5 separate regions of the Mus musculus genome follow, and all the other regions are linked to region 4. A link is a contact called in public promoter capture Hi-C and targeted proximity ligation data. All regions are on one chromosome and are shown on one strand. The core of a region is the stretch at or near the end of the contact, and the rest is flanking DNA. Distances in the headings are between cores, read along the strand shown.

The links. Promoter capture Hi-C pulls out the DNA fragments that hold promoters and counts their contacts.
Region 1: a contact with region 4 is called in a targeted proximity ligation map of astrocytes, with 7 times the contacts expected there. A contact is called at or near these places in 3 of 39 promoter capture datasets (cranial neural crest, hippocampal neurons and pre-B cells) and 1 of 130 datasets of targeted methods (astrocytes).
Region 2: a promoter capture Hi-C map of the 3T3-L1 cell line shows a contact between it and region 4, with 4 times the contacts expected there. A contact is called at or near these places in 7 of 39 promoter capture datasets (the 3T3-L1 cell line, cranial neural crest, frontonasal cranial neural crest and 3 more), 1 of 130 datasets of targeted methods (astrocytes) and 1 of 9 other capture datasets (pancreatic islet).
Region 3: a promoter capture Hi-C map of cranial neural crest shows a contact between it and region 4. A contact is called at or near these places in 5 of 39 promoter capture datasets (the 3T3-L1 cell line, cranial neural crest, frontonasal cranial neural crest and 2 more), 1 of 130 datasets of targeted methods (astrocytes) and 1 of 9 other capture datasets (pancreatic islet).
Region 5: a promoter capture Hi-C map of liver shows a contact between it and region 4, with 3 times the contacts expected there.

Annotation. Positions count from the first base shown.
Region 1 is chr19:10,947,888-10,950,587 of GRCm38.p6, reverse strand. It overlaps Ccdc86 (coiled-coil domain containing 86), which reads left to right and starts at 1,322. Exons shown (of 4, transcript NM_023731.3): 1 at 1,322-2,310. The coding sequence starts at 1,355.
Region 2 is chr19:10,893,828-10,896,527 of GRCm38.p6, reverse strand. It overlaps Prpf19 (pre-mRNA processing factor 19), which reads right to left and starts at 1,297. Exons shown (of 16, transcript NM_134129.4): 1 at 1,060-1,297. The coding sequence starts at 1,078.
Region 3 is chr19:10,868,412-10,871,111 of GRCm38.p6, reverse strand. Tmem132a (transmembrane protein 132A) reads left to right here and starts at 1,333. Exons shown (of 11, transcript NM_133804.2): 1 at 1,333-1,573. The coding sequence starts at 1,486. It overlaps Tmem109 (transmembrane protein 109), which reads left to right. Exons shown (of 4, transcript NM_134142.1): 4 at 1-452.
Region 4 is chr19:8,722,228-8,724,927 of GRCm38.p6, reverse strand. It overlaps Snhg1 (small nucleolar RNA host gene 1), which reads right to left and starts at 1,441. Exons shown (of 10, transcript NR_002896.3): 1 at 1,422-1,441; 2 at 739-787; 3 at 445-525; 4 at 207-256. It overlaps LOC115489078 (a small nucleolar RNA gene), which reads right to left and starts at 935; the gene lies at 864-935. LOC115489084 (a small nucleolar RNA gene) reads right to left here and starts at 677; the gene lies at 603-677. LOC115489083 (a small nucleolar RNA gene) reads right to left here and starts at 396; the gene lies at 327-396. It also overlaps LOC115489082 and a transcript of Slc3a2 not described here.
Region 5 is chr19:6,075,912-6,078,611 of GRCm38.p6, reverse strand. Vps51 (VPS51 GARP complex subunit) reads left to right here and starts at 1,425. Exons shown (of 10, transcript NM_001081041.1): 1 at 1,425-1,661; 2 at 2,120-2,249. The coding sequence starts at 1,434. It also overlaps a transcript of Tmem262 not described here.

The sequences.
Region 1 (2,700 bases), core at 73-2,572, 2.2 Mb before region 4:
AGTAACCATCCCGGCAGAGATGAAGGTTTTAATTGTTTTGTTTTGTTTTGTTTTGTTTTGTTTTGTTTTGTTTTTCGAGACAGGGTTTCTCTGTGTAGCCCTGGCTGTCCTGGAACTCACTCTGTAGACCAGGCTGGCCTCGATCTCAGAAATCTGCCTGCCTCTGCCTCCCAAGTGCTGGGATTAAAGGCTTTCGACACTGCATCTCTTAGCCTATCAGCCAATCAATCAGACAGAGGACTCCAAAGAAATGAAAATTTCCCCAGAATTCTCATGCTGGGAGAAGAAAAAGGTACCAGCCAGAGGGGAAACTTGTCTCCTGGAAAAAGATTTCAGAGTTCTAAAAGCTTGTCAGACCACCTTACAGGATGAGACTAAAACCCAGATAATAATGGGCCAATGGTGGGCAGAGTCATACCTTGGTAAGGACTACTCAGATGTATTTATCCTTGGCCCTCTATCTAAATTTTTTATCTAAATTTAGAACCCTGAGGTCAAATTTGGGTGATTCACAGAATCTCTTTGCCCCTCTTTCTAGTATGACTACATTGAATAAATCTCCTTTTTCTAAAGATTTCCAGTTTTTAATGTGTCTCTTTCAATTGGCTTATTGAGGATAAGGTAGCTAGACCTGACTTCGGGCACAGGTTGTGAACCCCCAACATTGACAACAAGCAGTCAAGGTTTTCTGGGCCACAGACCTGACACTTTGCTGATTAACTGAAACTGTTCAAAGATGAGAACCACCTATTGCATACTTGGGCCCACTAGTAGAGAAGAGGAAGTGAAAAGAATGGGAACGTTTGAGACAACTCAAAAACTGAAGATTTCCCACTCAGGAAGACCACCAGGACCTTCCCCTTTGTTACACAGCGCAAAGCTACTGTGCTACAAAAGATAAAAGAAAAGGCGATGTTTGCGGGCCCAGCAGTTCCAGAACAAGTTAGCGCGCTGATTCGGCTCTGCCTACAAACTCCCTCCGCCTTTTTCCAACCTCTTCTCTCAAGAAAAAAAAAATTATTTTTATATGTGTGTGTGTGTGTGTGTGTGTGTGTGTGTGTGTGTGTGTGTGTGTGTATGTATAATATACCCCCACCCCATCCCCTTGCAAGAACTCGCAGTTTGCAAAAAACGCATCGCAGAAACCAAGCAACTAAACTCTGTAACTGAGCTCATGCACAACACGCATGCGTCTACTAAGCCCAGCCTCCCGGGACCGACTTCATCCCCGGCTCCGCCTACCCACGGGTCTCTCTACCGCAAGTGCGCTTCCTGCCCGGTACGGAAATGGACGAGTCTGACGTCATATGAAGGCGCCGACAGTTCCGAAGGCTACAGAGGCTACACGTGAGCCATGGATACGCCGCTGAGGCGCAGCCGGCGGCTGGAAGGCCTAAAACCTCTGTCTCCAGAAAACCTTCCTGTCCCCGAAGTCTCTCGGGCGAAACGGGCTCTTGTAGATTTCAAGTCGAACTCAGAAGAAACAGGAGAGCTCAAGTCTACGAGAGTTCCACCACTGAGCCTTCCGTCTCCCGGACCTCAGCCGGAGACGAGCCCCGGATCGCCCTGTCCACCACTGAGCCTTCCGTCTCCCGGACCTCAGCCGGAGACGAGCCCCGGATCGCCCTGTCCACCACTGAGCCTTCCGTCTCCCGGACCTCAGCCGGAGACGAGCCCCGGATCGCCCTGTCCACCACTGAGCCTTCCGTCTCCCGGACCTCAGCCAGAGACGAGCCCCGGATCGCCCTGTCCACCACTGAGCCTTCCGTCTCCCGGACCTCAGCCAGAGGCGAGCCCCGGATCACCCGGTCCTAGACAGGATGCAGACGATGGGTCCCCACAAAGGCAGCCAGAGCCTCACCCCGGGTCCCTTCAACCTCATCAAGATCTGGGCCTGGAGTCACCTGCAGGACAGACAGAGTCGAGCCCGGAATCCCCGCAACGAGAGCAGCCATCCAAATTACCTCCCCCACAGGGAGAACTGGACTCTGAGGCGGCCCACGCTAAAGAGGAGGTGATCCCAGGATCCCCCGAGCCTTGCCCGGGCCAGCAAGCACCGGGTCCCGAGCCCTCTCAGCCAGCACAGGAGCTGACGGTCCAGGCACCTAGCTCCCCAGAGCGCCAGTTGGAGCCAGGCAAGCTGCCTCCGGCGGGAGAGACAGTAACAGAAAGTCTCAACCTAAAGAAGCGAGTTATAGCCTCTCCCCAGGCCCCAGCGTCCAAGAAATTGAAAGAGAAGGAGGAGCTTCCTGTAATTCCGAAAGGGAAGCCCAAATCCGGGCGTGTGTGGAAAGACCGCTCCAAGAAGAGGTAAAGTGGGGGTAGCATGGGTGATGTGTTGGGTTCTTAGTACATTTGGACCTTGCCTTCGCCTGAATGCAATCCAAGGGTTGTAAAGAGTTCACCCGAATGAAATTAACAAACACGATCATAATGTCAAAATGCCCTAAGGTCGGGGAGGGAGATAGATCCTCAAAGATCATTTCTTTAATGTCTGCCCTAGACGGTGTTCTTTTGAGCTTTCTTCCCATCCTTTTTTTATTATGAGGCAGGGTCTCACTGTATAGCACTGGCTGTCCTGAAATTCAGAGATACACCTGCTTCTGCTTCCCTAGTGCTGGGTTTATAGACGTGCCACCTTTACCTTGTCCGCCACATCTCGTGTGGCAGGCAGAGCAAGAAAGGCGGCCATTATATGAA
Region 2 (2,700 bases), core at 48-2,547, 2.2 Mb before region 4:
TGGATTTGTGCCATATTTAAAACCCGTATCTTGTACACGGCCTTCCTGTCCTATTCTGTTGGTTTATCACACTACTCGACGACTAAAGCTTTCTGGGAGCTTTCCCTCTTCTACCAGAGGAAGGATAGCCCTGGGCACGTAAGAGTGTGGTCTCAAAGATGGAAAGAAAACAAATCGTTTGTAAATACTTTGCAAACTGCAATTTCTCTAGTATGAGATTTCCTTTTCTGCTTGTCATTTCCCTCCTCCTTTTCCTTCTTTGAACTAATGGCAACGTTCTGAGAGGGAAATAGAGAAGGCGAGGAATCTAGTAACGTGGTAAACAATATGGGAGAACACCCGCAATGCCGTAATACAACACCCCAAGACAGGACAGCATAGTGCACGGGAAAACCATGGATCCAGGCTCAAAGAGCCAAGCTCCACTGCTTAGCTTCCTCGCACACCCCTAGGTAAACCCATTCTTCAAGACTTCCGACACCCTCTGTAACTCACGGATCTTTATTTCCCTTCAGACAATTCTTGTAAGCATAAAATGAGATCACCGTTTGGAAATGCATCGTAAATCAATACAGGTTTTCTAAACATTCGCTGTTTTCATTAGTCATACTGCGCGAGGCTAGAAGCCAGACACCTGGCTTCCAGCCCTGTCTCGAAGTCACTGCGTGATCTCTGCAAATCGGAAAGTCCGATTCCTAAGCGAGGTTTCCCAAGCAATGCCCACTGCAATGCTTTCAATTTTGCAGATGGGGAAACTGAGGCCCAAACCCGCTAGAGCCCAGATCACAATTGGAGGCGGATCCTGGGCATGTCCTCGGGTTTTTTGACACCAAGAGCTGTTTTTCACTGCACCAGCTCCTCCCCCCCACTTCTGCTCAGGCCTGTCTCAGCTCTGTAAAACGACGCCGGTTTCAAAAGACCCCTGAGACAGTCATTCTTCCCAGCTACGTGAATTGCGCAGCCCTGCGCAAATGCACCCTGCACGCAGGGCCGGGAGCTCCAGGGCCCGAGCCACAGGGGCCACACACGCTCCCGCCTCCCGCCGCAGCCAGCACTCACTCGAGCAGATCAGGGACATGGCGCCGTCGTAGCGCTGCTGCCAGTCGCCTCACAGAGGGTTCCCGGTTCTCTGCAGCCTCCGCGGGCCACTTCCGGTCCCCCGCCGCTTCCGGAGCGCTCGGACGCGGGTAGACAGCTGCCCAGCGTGGCGATGCTCGCACAACTGCTTCACGTGGGGAGGTGGCCGGTGGCGCGCCTCAGCCTTCTGCAGCTAACGGAAACTGCCCTTTCCCAGCATGCAACCGAGCAGGAAAAGGCCCGCCTCGAAACACTCGGCTGTTTCCGCATTGGCTCGGCTTCTTCCGGCGAGCGCTCCAAGAGGCCTGAGGCGGGAAGGAGAGAAGAAACTACATTTCCCATGAGGCTGCGGGGACCGCCAAGGCTCTTTTTTTTTTTTTTTTTTTTAGATGGAGCTGCTGTCACCTAGGGAACACTAGTCTTTGAAATGGTCGTGTGCAAGACAGATTTTTCAGGAGCTTGTAAAAGTGCAGATTCCTAGAGTCTGCCTTAGAGAGTCTGTAGGCATGATTCGGAGACCTGTGTTCCTTGGCCGGCTTTTGAGAAACAATGTGACCCTGTAAATAAAGCACAAATGAGTAAAGAAACTAACACTGCCTAAATTCTTGCTCTGGAAATATGGGCAAGCCAATGACTTCGTTGCCTGCTACGTTTTAAATATAGTCTGTTTTGTAAACTCAAGGGAATTTAGTTCCCAGCGTCTTATGTGTACGTTTAAAAGAATGGAAATTTGATGGGTGTGTTTGCAGAAGTCTTTAAACACAGGCACTGGGCTTCAGAGGCAGGCAGATCTCGGAGTACAAGTCCAACCTGGTTATATAGTGAGCTCCAATCCAGGGCAGTCAGAGCTGTGTAGAGAGAACATGTCTCAATAAGCAACCAAACAGTAAGAGTGGAAAGTTAGCACGACTATGGTGTTTTTCTGTGGTTTTGTTTTTGTTTTTTTGAGACTGGGTTTGTGTGTGTGTGTGTGTGTGTGTGTGTGTGTGTGTGTGTGTAGCCCTGGCTGTCCTGGAACTCAGTCTGCAGATAAGGCTGGCCTCAAACTCAAAGATCTTCCTGTCTCTGCCTTTTGAGTGCTGAAATCAAAGGTGTGTGTCATTACTATCTAGCTTAACTGTGGAATGTAGAGGTGGGATCTTTAGAATAAGACATTACAAGAATCCTGGTGGAGTTCATATAGGGAAAGAAAGAGTGAACAGGCACAAATGAACCAGTTGACTTCCATGGCAATGTGACACCAGCAAGGAAGAGGCCCTAGACATTGCCCACGTCATTCTCTTTGAACCTTGTGCTTCTAGAAATTTGAGCAAGGAGAACCCTCTTTTCTTTAAAGTAGCCTACCTCAGGTGTTTTGTTATAATAACAGTTCCCTGCCTCCTGCCAACTTCTTTTGTTTTCTCTACTAAAGACCGGACCAGATCGGCTACCAAGCCTGATACCCGAGTTCAGTCCCCAAGACACCCCCCCCACACACACACACACACAAGCACACACAGTAAAATAAATAAATAGGCTAGGCCTGGTGGCACATTGAGAGTAAGTAAATAAACTAAAATGGTATCAGTCATAATGGAGTTCTATGGTAGCAAATTAAAACTAGCTTTCTAACCTTCTAAGAAA
Region 3 (2,700 bases), core at 84-2,583, 2.1 Mb before region 4:
TCCAGCAAACAAAGCAACGGCCCTGCTGGGATTGTCGAATCTCCCTTGAGGGTTTCAGGGACCTTGAAAAGGGCAGGAGGACCTGCTGTCTTGCAGTTTTACCCCTGTCCACTCTCTGCCATCCAGAAGCAAGCGTTGGTCAGTGTTGTGTCCCAGTAGCTGGGAAGGGCACGGCTTTGCCCTGATCTGTTCTGCAGGGCTAGGAGTGAGCCTGCCACTAACCCCTCTCCACCACTTGCTCACTCTTGGCCTTGGCCTTGGCCTTTAGGTCCCTGGTGGAGGGAGATGACCCATGCCAGGTCCAGCACAAGATGTGAAGATTAAATGCCTATTCTTACTGAAGGTTTGATGTGGAATCATGGCTGCAGTGATATGTTTTTATCAGCGCTTGGTGGTTTTAAAGTGCATGCTATTTTATTATCTTCTTCTGAATAAAATGTATTTACTCAAAAGTCTCTGCTGACAAACTCTCTTCCTTCTGGACTTCTAGCAGAAATCTGTTGGGAGGAAGGGAGGGCTCAGGAAGGCAGGATGTACCTGGTACCTTTCCCCCTAGGACTCTGGAGGGAGGCATGCACTCTCTTGGAAAGCTTGCAGATCTGGCAGCTCTGTTGGGACTGAAGTTGCCCCTTCCTGCAGGGTGCTTATATTGCTAGCTTGGGGAACCTGGAAAAACTGGCTTCCCTCCCAGACTCAGGAATTTACTGAATAAGGTTCTCAATGTGGCTCCAGGTGGTTCTGCTCTTTTGTGTAAGGCCCGGGCACGTTTCTGTTTCTTTTTCCTCTTTAAGTTGCCATGGAGATGCCAAATCTGGACCTCTCCCAACACTACCTGAGGGCAAGGCTAGGTGGCACTGGGAGTCAGGACTCCCTCAGAAGGGTTGACCAGCCTACACCCTTCATCCTTAGGGACTCTTTCTGGGATAGGTTTGGGCATGAGACAAGCTGCCTCCACGGATGGCCTAAGGTGGTCTGGCCTGGTTTGGCCTCTCCTTTTCTGCCCCAGCAGCTCTGTTCTCTTATGTCCCTGAATTCTAGATGCCTTCACAGGTGAGATGCCTGTGGGGAGGGTATGAGGCAGAGGAAACGGGTTTTGTTTGTTTTTCTCCTTGATCATCGGCTTCCACGAGGAATCCCAGAACGCACCTTGTGCTTCCTGGCAGAGGACATCAATCTGCTTAGTCTCCAGGGACGCTGCCTTATTCCAATCCTAGGCACCCTAGGCACGGGGCCACGCTCTGGGTTTTGGGATCCGCAGGGCACTAGGACCCGGCGGGGCGAAGGGGACAGCCCATGTGCCTGCGTTCCCTCCCACCCCACTGCTCCTGCTCCATTGTCTGGGAACTGCAGCCGCGGGCCGGCGGCGCAGGGAACTAGCTGGCCACAGCGGCTGGCGCGGAGCGGGCGCGGGAGATGTGGGGACAGATTGCAGCCACCTGAGCCGCGCGCCGGTTACCCTCCTTTGGTGGGAAGGAGTGCGCCTCGATGACTGAACGCAAGGCTGCGGCCCCTCGGGGGCCCTACGGTGCCTGGTTCTGCCTCCTGGTGGCTCTCGCCCTGGAAGTCGTGAGAGGTCAGAGGGAAGGGAGGGGTGGGGAGGGGCGACCTGGCCCTGTCCGTCCGAGGCCACGCGCCATTGATGCCCCCAAGCCACTGGACTCTAGAACTAAACCTAGAGCGATGCCCTGGAGAGGTCTAACCTTGGGAAACCGGTTCCCAGCCAACAGCCCTTTGGCTTTCTTCTCTGTGCACCACCTAGATGCTCCTAAAGTCTTTTCACTCCCATCTTCACTAGCCCGGTCCCAACTCCTCTGCGAGCCCCTCTCCAGCCGCGACATCTAACCCGGCTGCCCTGCTTCCCCGTGCACCACCTCTTCCTAACCTGCAGTTCTAGTCCCCAGAAACCCGCTGGTTAGTCACAGGAATGCAAAACAGGCTCTTTGCCTGAGACCCGAGAGATATGCCTCTGCCCCCCCCCCTCTCTCCCTTTCCCCCTCTCTCTCTCCCCCTCTCTCTCCCTGTTCCAAGGAGATCTCCAACATTGGAGTCTTCTGGGAGAGTCCCAGCCTTGCCTTTCCGAGCCCTTGTGGGTGCACCCATCACTGAGTACGAAAGGGGCAGCAGCTACCGCGTGCCTGCCATAAGCTGGGGCTGAAAGGTGGAAGATGTTATGGGAATTGGGAGATGGCGAAGTAGTCTCTACCTTTCTGCCCCCATCAAGAGGGCTGGATTCTCCGTGATGGGAGACCATGGAAGTCCGTGGGAGTCAGGCTACTGAGCATCTTGTAATTATGGAAACATTGAATTAGAAGGTGGACCGGAGCCACCCTAAGGACCAACAACAGTCACTCACTTGTTACCCTTAGGGATACTGGTGCGCGGGCGCGCGCGCGGGGGGGGGGCACTCTAGAGAAAAGCCCCGCCGTCCCAGCTCAGCTGTGGGGCTGAGAGAGCTGGTTCTGGAACTTCTTTTAGGTACCTGCTCCAAACCCTGCAGAACCAGTGGGGGTCCTAATAACCCCTCCACAGTGAGGGAAGGAAAGCTTTTTCATTTGGCTCACTAACAATCTCACTTCCAGTATGATCTACACCAAGCTTCCAAAACCCTCCCCTGCTCACCGGGTTATGAAATACTCCCACCCCTTGTACCAGTGAGGAAGGAAACCCAGGCTCCAAGATGCTGGTGACTGGCCCATCTTT
Region 4 (2,700 bases), core at 192-2,691:
ACATGCTATAAATTCACACCTTCACGGAGTGTTCAGTGTCATCATTTCAAATCATCTGACAGTTGAGTTTTTAAGAGAACAAAGGCCTTAACATAATGTGTCCTCTAGAAATACAAATAGTAAGCAGCAAAAAAGTGTTGTGCTGCTTCAATGTCTGTCTTGACTATTTTCCCTAGGGAAACCCTAAGCTCTACTTGGACAATTACCTGCACTCATCCTGGGAGGTAGCTCGAACTCTTCATGTTGTCACAGCACCCTGGAAACAGAGAAACAATGTCATTTTTAAATGTAATCACAGCCACCTCAGCACCTTCTTTCTTCAGCCCATTTCAGTAGTAAGATGACATCATTGCAACTCAGCCATATGCTTGTCATTTACATTGTTCATCATTAAGTGGCCATCTAAATATGTTCCCTAAGGAAGCACCAACCATCAATACCTACCTGACTACAAGCAAAACGTGTTATTTGTAAAATTGAACAGGCCTGGCTCCAAAGTGTAAAGGGCTTTGAGATGAACCACATCTAGAACAGAAAAAAAAAACCCCAAACTTCAATAAAAGACTTTATGCCAAACAATCCAAATACCTGCCACAGATTGTGCTACTCAGAGAATTTTTGTTTTCTCCACTAAACCATCAGAAAGAGAGAGTTCAGTTTTCATATCATCCCCGTAGCACACACACAACTTATACTCAACAACCAAAAAAATCTGGTAAAACCATTAACACTACTTACTCTGAAAAGAGAGCGTACACCCATCCTTTTGTAAGGTGGCACCTCAAACCTGTAGAGAAGTTAGCATCGGGTTACTTCTACACCAAGAAATCTCTAAAGGATGAGAAGGCTGTGATGTAGGGCCAGCCTCCTCAGAGTTACTTATCCTCACAGATATATCAGTACAGGTCTGTGAAAAGGTCCTCATCATAGGGGGTGGCCTTGCACTGCCGCCACCATTTTGTCCTTCACAAAATCCTGTCATCTTTAGGTCTTGAATGCCCTAACATGGTCTCCCCGCTAAGACTACGGAACAGATTACCAAAGTCCACATTTATTAACGCTGCCCACGAGGGTCTTTTAAATCACCAGAAATAAACATTACGTAAGAAAATACAGGCGGCGGTTCACAACAGTGACAGATAGGTGTTTGTGATAAAAGCCAGCCGCAGTTATAGGAAAGCTGATTAAGAGAAAGACAAGAGCCAGGCGTGGTGGCGCACGACTTTAATCGCAGCACTCGGGTGGCAGAGGCAGGCGGATTTTAGTTCGAGGCCACCCTGGTCTATAAAGTGAGTTTCAGCAGGACAGCCAGGACTATACAGAGAAACCCTGTCTCGAAAAACCAAAAAAAAAAAAAAAAAGAGAAAGACAAGAAAAAAACAAAGTGAAAACTACAGCACATAAAGACGTAGAGTACTTACCCCGAACAAGGAAAAATGAGGCCGACAAGAACAACGTGTGGCCTATAAATAGCATCTCGCAAAGGCCCACGGGATTTGGAGGTGGGACTAGGACTCACGCAGGCGCTAAGGTAAGCGGTGTGCGAGCCGGAGGAATTGTGGGTAGAGGAATCCGCCCAAAGGGGCGTGCGGAGAGCTCCGCCTCTGATTTTGCAGCGCGAAAAAGAGGCGCAGGCGCTTTAGGGGAGTGCGACGCTACGCCTTTGGCGCTGCGGCTAGGCGGTTCTTACTCACTGCGGGTAAAACGTCATCGCTGGAGATTTTGGTTCGCGACCCATACAGCTCGACTGTCTGGGTCACAACTACCAATATCCATACGTTGAGGCGATTTCTCACCCTCACTCACGCTAAGCCGCGTGTTGATCCATCTCTATGGATCCTGAACCTACTGAACACTCCACCGACGGTGTCTCGGTTCCCCGCCAGCCGCCCAGCGCGCAGACGGGGCTTGATGTCCAGGTTGTCAGCGCAGCGGGCGACTCAGGTACTGGGCCCTGGGCTGAGCTCGGTTGGATTTTCGCTTCCTTGCATGAAGCCTTTTAGGGAAACCCAGTCGGGACTAGAAGCCCTACGTCATTCTGGAGACCGATTTTTGTGTTTTGCTTCCTGGTCTATTTTCGCCATGTTCTTGGCCCGGATTGAATGAAGTAGGGCCAGCATTTAGATGTCATTTATGGAGCATGTTGCATGTTTTGTTTTTAGCAGTGCTATAGATTAAAGCTGCTGCTATGTGCATGTGTAGATAAGTGCTATACTACTGAGGCTGACAATTCTCCACACAACTGGGCTTACCGTTTAAAGCACCCAATATGAGTTAATATTCCACACTCCTAAAAGTTAGGGATAACCCTCATTTTATGCATGGGTGGTCTTAGATATAAAGAGCTCTGGGGGGAACAATCATTAGAATTTACCAGTTTTCTAAGTCGCAGCTATAGACTGGTTATTGAGAGTGTGCAGTAGCATTATAGTCATATGCATATAGCAAACATCTATATGCAGAAGCTTGCCTTTCGAACAATTATCATTACTCTCATACTAATTGCTCTTCTGCATGACCTCACTTAATAATCCAAGTTGGAAGGTGGTAAGGTACAGTTATGGGTGAGAAGCTCGGGTCCCAGAGAGGTTAAGTCATTTGCTGACTGTTACCCAGATAAACAGTATCAGATCCAAGGTATAAATCCAGGCAGCCTGATTTCAAAATCAGCACTTGCAGAAGACCCTGGTTCAATTCCCA
Region 5 (2,700 bases), core at 176-2,675, 2.6 Mb after region 4:
ATCCCTTTAGTCTGTGACAAGAGCAACCATGCATGTCAGGCTGAGAAGCAGGCTGTGGACATGGTAGCACAGACTTTTAGTCCCAGCACTCAGGAAGCAGAGGTGGCTGGATCTCTGAGTTTGAGGCCAGCCTGGTCTACAATAATGAGTTTCAGGTCAGCCAAAGTTAGAGTGAGATGATGCCTCAAAGAGGAAGAAAGAGAGAGAAAAGAAAGGAAGGGTTTGAGCTGGCACAGGGTGAACTGCTCTTGCACTTTGGTTTCCAGCATCATGACGGGTAGCTCACACATGAGCTGTAACTACAGCTCTGAGTTATCCCCTGGTCTCTGCACACATAAATACACATATAATACTGGGGGCCGGACAGATGGCGATTTAATACCATTCAGAACTGTTTTTAGCTAGGCAGTGGAGCTGGTGACAGTGTTATCACATGCCTTTAGTCTCAACACTTGGGAGGCAGACAGGTTCTACACTAGGACCAGTTCCAGGACAGTCAGGGCTAAGCAGAGAAACCGTCTTGAAAAAAATAAAAATAAAAAGTATACCATTTAGATTTTTTTTTAACTCCTAATTTTCAGATAAAAACAGTGTTTGGTCTGCTGAAACTCCTGGCAGCCCAGCACCCTATCAGCCCATCCTCGGTAACGTTTACAGTACATCATTAGTAAAGTCTCATTTTCTTCTATTTAACTCCACATATAATCTGACCTCATCCCCTCTTAAGAGCTTCGTCTTTTTTTTTTTTTTTTTTTTTTTTTTTTTTGAGACAGGGTTTCTCTGTGTAGCCCTGGCTGTCCTGGAACTCATGGAACTCACTCTGTAGACCAGGCTGGCTGGCCTCGAACTCAGAAATTCACCTGCCTCTGCCTCCCAAGTGCTGGGATTAAAGGTGTGCGCCACTACGCCCTGCTGAGAGCTTCGTTTTATGCCTACATCTTTAAAACTTCCGAATTATCCTCAATCCCAACTGCTCACGTATCACATTTCACTAACTTCTTAAGATTAACATCTTAAATTCTCTAAGTAGAATAAAGTTTCTCATATTGAATGACTCCTTGGAGACAGAACCTTGGGAAACACTGCGTTAAAGCCATATTGCAGGCTACTAAATGGACGTTTGAACCTTGCAGACCCCCCCTGTGACGCATATTCGATCTTCTGCAAGTCTCTTTCCTGTGCGGATGCAGGATTGGGACGCCACGATTCACCCAAGTAGCACAGCAAAATCACAGAAACTCAACGATCCAGAAGTTCAGTGAAACCTCTGTGCTCCAGAAGGACAAGCGCAAGACGGAACTTTAGTCTCACATATCCTACAGCTGCAGAGGAACGTTTCACCTGAAGGACCGCCTGGTTGTAGCAAGTTTCTGGTCCCCGGAAGTGCATCTGTTCCCTCCCCTGCCTCACCCCTTTGAGTTGAGGTTGGAGCTATGGCGGCTGCGGCAGCTGTGGGGCCTGGCCTAGGGTCCGGGCCTGGAGACTCCCCAGAAGGTCCCGAGGCGGACGCTCCGGAGCGTCGGCGGAAGGCTCACGGGATGCTGAAGCTTTACTACGGCCTCTCGGAGGGGGAGGTGGCGGGGCATCCCGCAGGGCCTGACCCTCTGGACCCAACCGATCTCAATGGGGCGCACTTCGACCCGGAAGTTTATCTTGACAAGGTGTGTGTGTGAAATGGGGCGGGTCCAGACCCCAAATATCTTGGACCCTAGATCTTACTCCCGATTTGGTTGCTGTGGTGACGGCAGCGGGGTTTATAAGAGGACAGCCCTTACTAGGCAATAGAGGCAGATCTGGAGGCCAAGGGAGCCTGGGCCTGACTTGAGGTCACACTGGGTCTGAGGTCTCGGTGCTGGCTCGTGGTAGTGGGTGTGACCATGCTCTTGACAGGCGCTAGGCAGGGCCTAGGTTGACTTTAAACTAAGCCAGAAGACCATGAACGCTGACAAATCCCAAATTGGGTCTAACCTGTGAAGTGTGCTACTTAAAGTGTGCCACTTATGGAATTCCTGATAAGGGTGGGATTGGAGTTGTCTTGCACTGAAATCCAACTAACGTAAAGCAGGGTAGCAGGACGTGAGTGAGCACTAACGCTGACTGTTCCTACCTGCTTCTCTAGCTGCGTAGAGAATGTCCTCTGGCCCAGCTGATGGACAGTGAGACGGACATGGTACGGCAGATCCGGGCTCTAGACAGCGACATGCAGACCCTGGTCTATGAGAACTACAACAAGTTCATCTCAGCTACAGGTGACCCCACTGGGACACACTCCTCAGTCTTACACCACCCCCACCAGGTCCTCACCCCGTGTTAAGAAAAACAGGGATTAAAGGAAAGAGACCCAGATTACAATTGGGTCCCAACCTTAATCCACTGCTGCTGAAGTGATGACTCCTGTGGGGGTGGGGTTTGTCCAAAGGACCAGCGCTGGGAAGGAAGAATGAAATGCAGTGAGTTTCTCTGCAGCACTTAGGAAGCACCAGCGTTTCAGTAAGCTTTAGCTTTGTTTGTTTATTTATATTGTGCACATGCATATGTGTGGGACACAACATTTGTGTGGGGGTCAGAAGACAACTTTCAGGAGTCTGTATTCTCCTTCCACCATGAGGGTGCCAGGGATTGAAGTCAGGTTATCAGGCTTGGTGACAAACACATTTGCCTGCTACTAAGCCATCTCAAAGTCAATTAAAATTTTTGTTA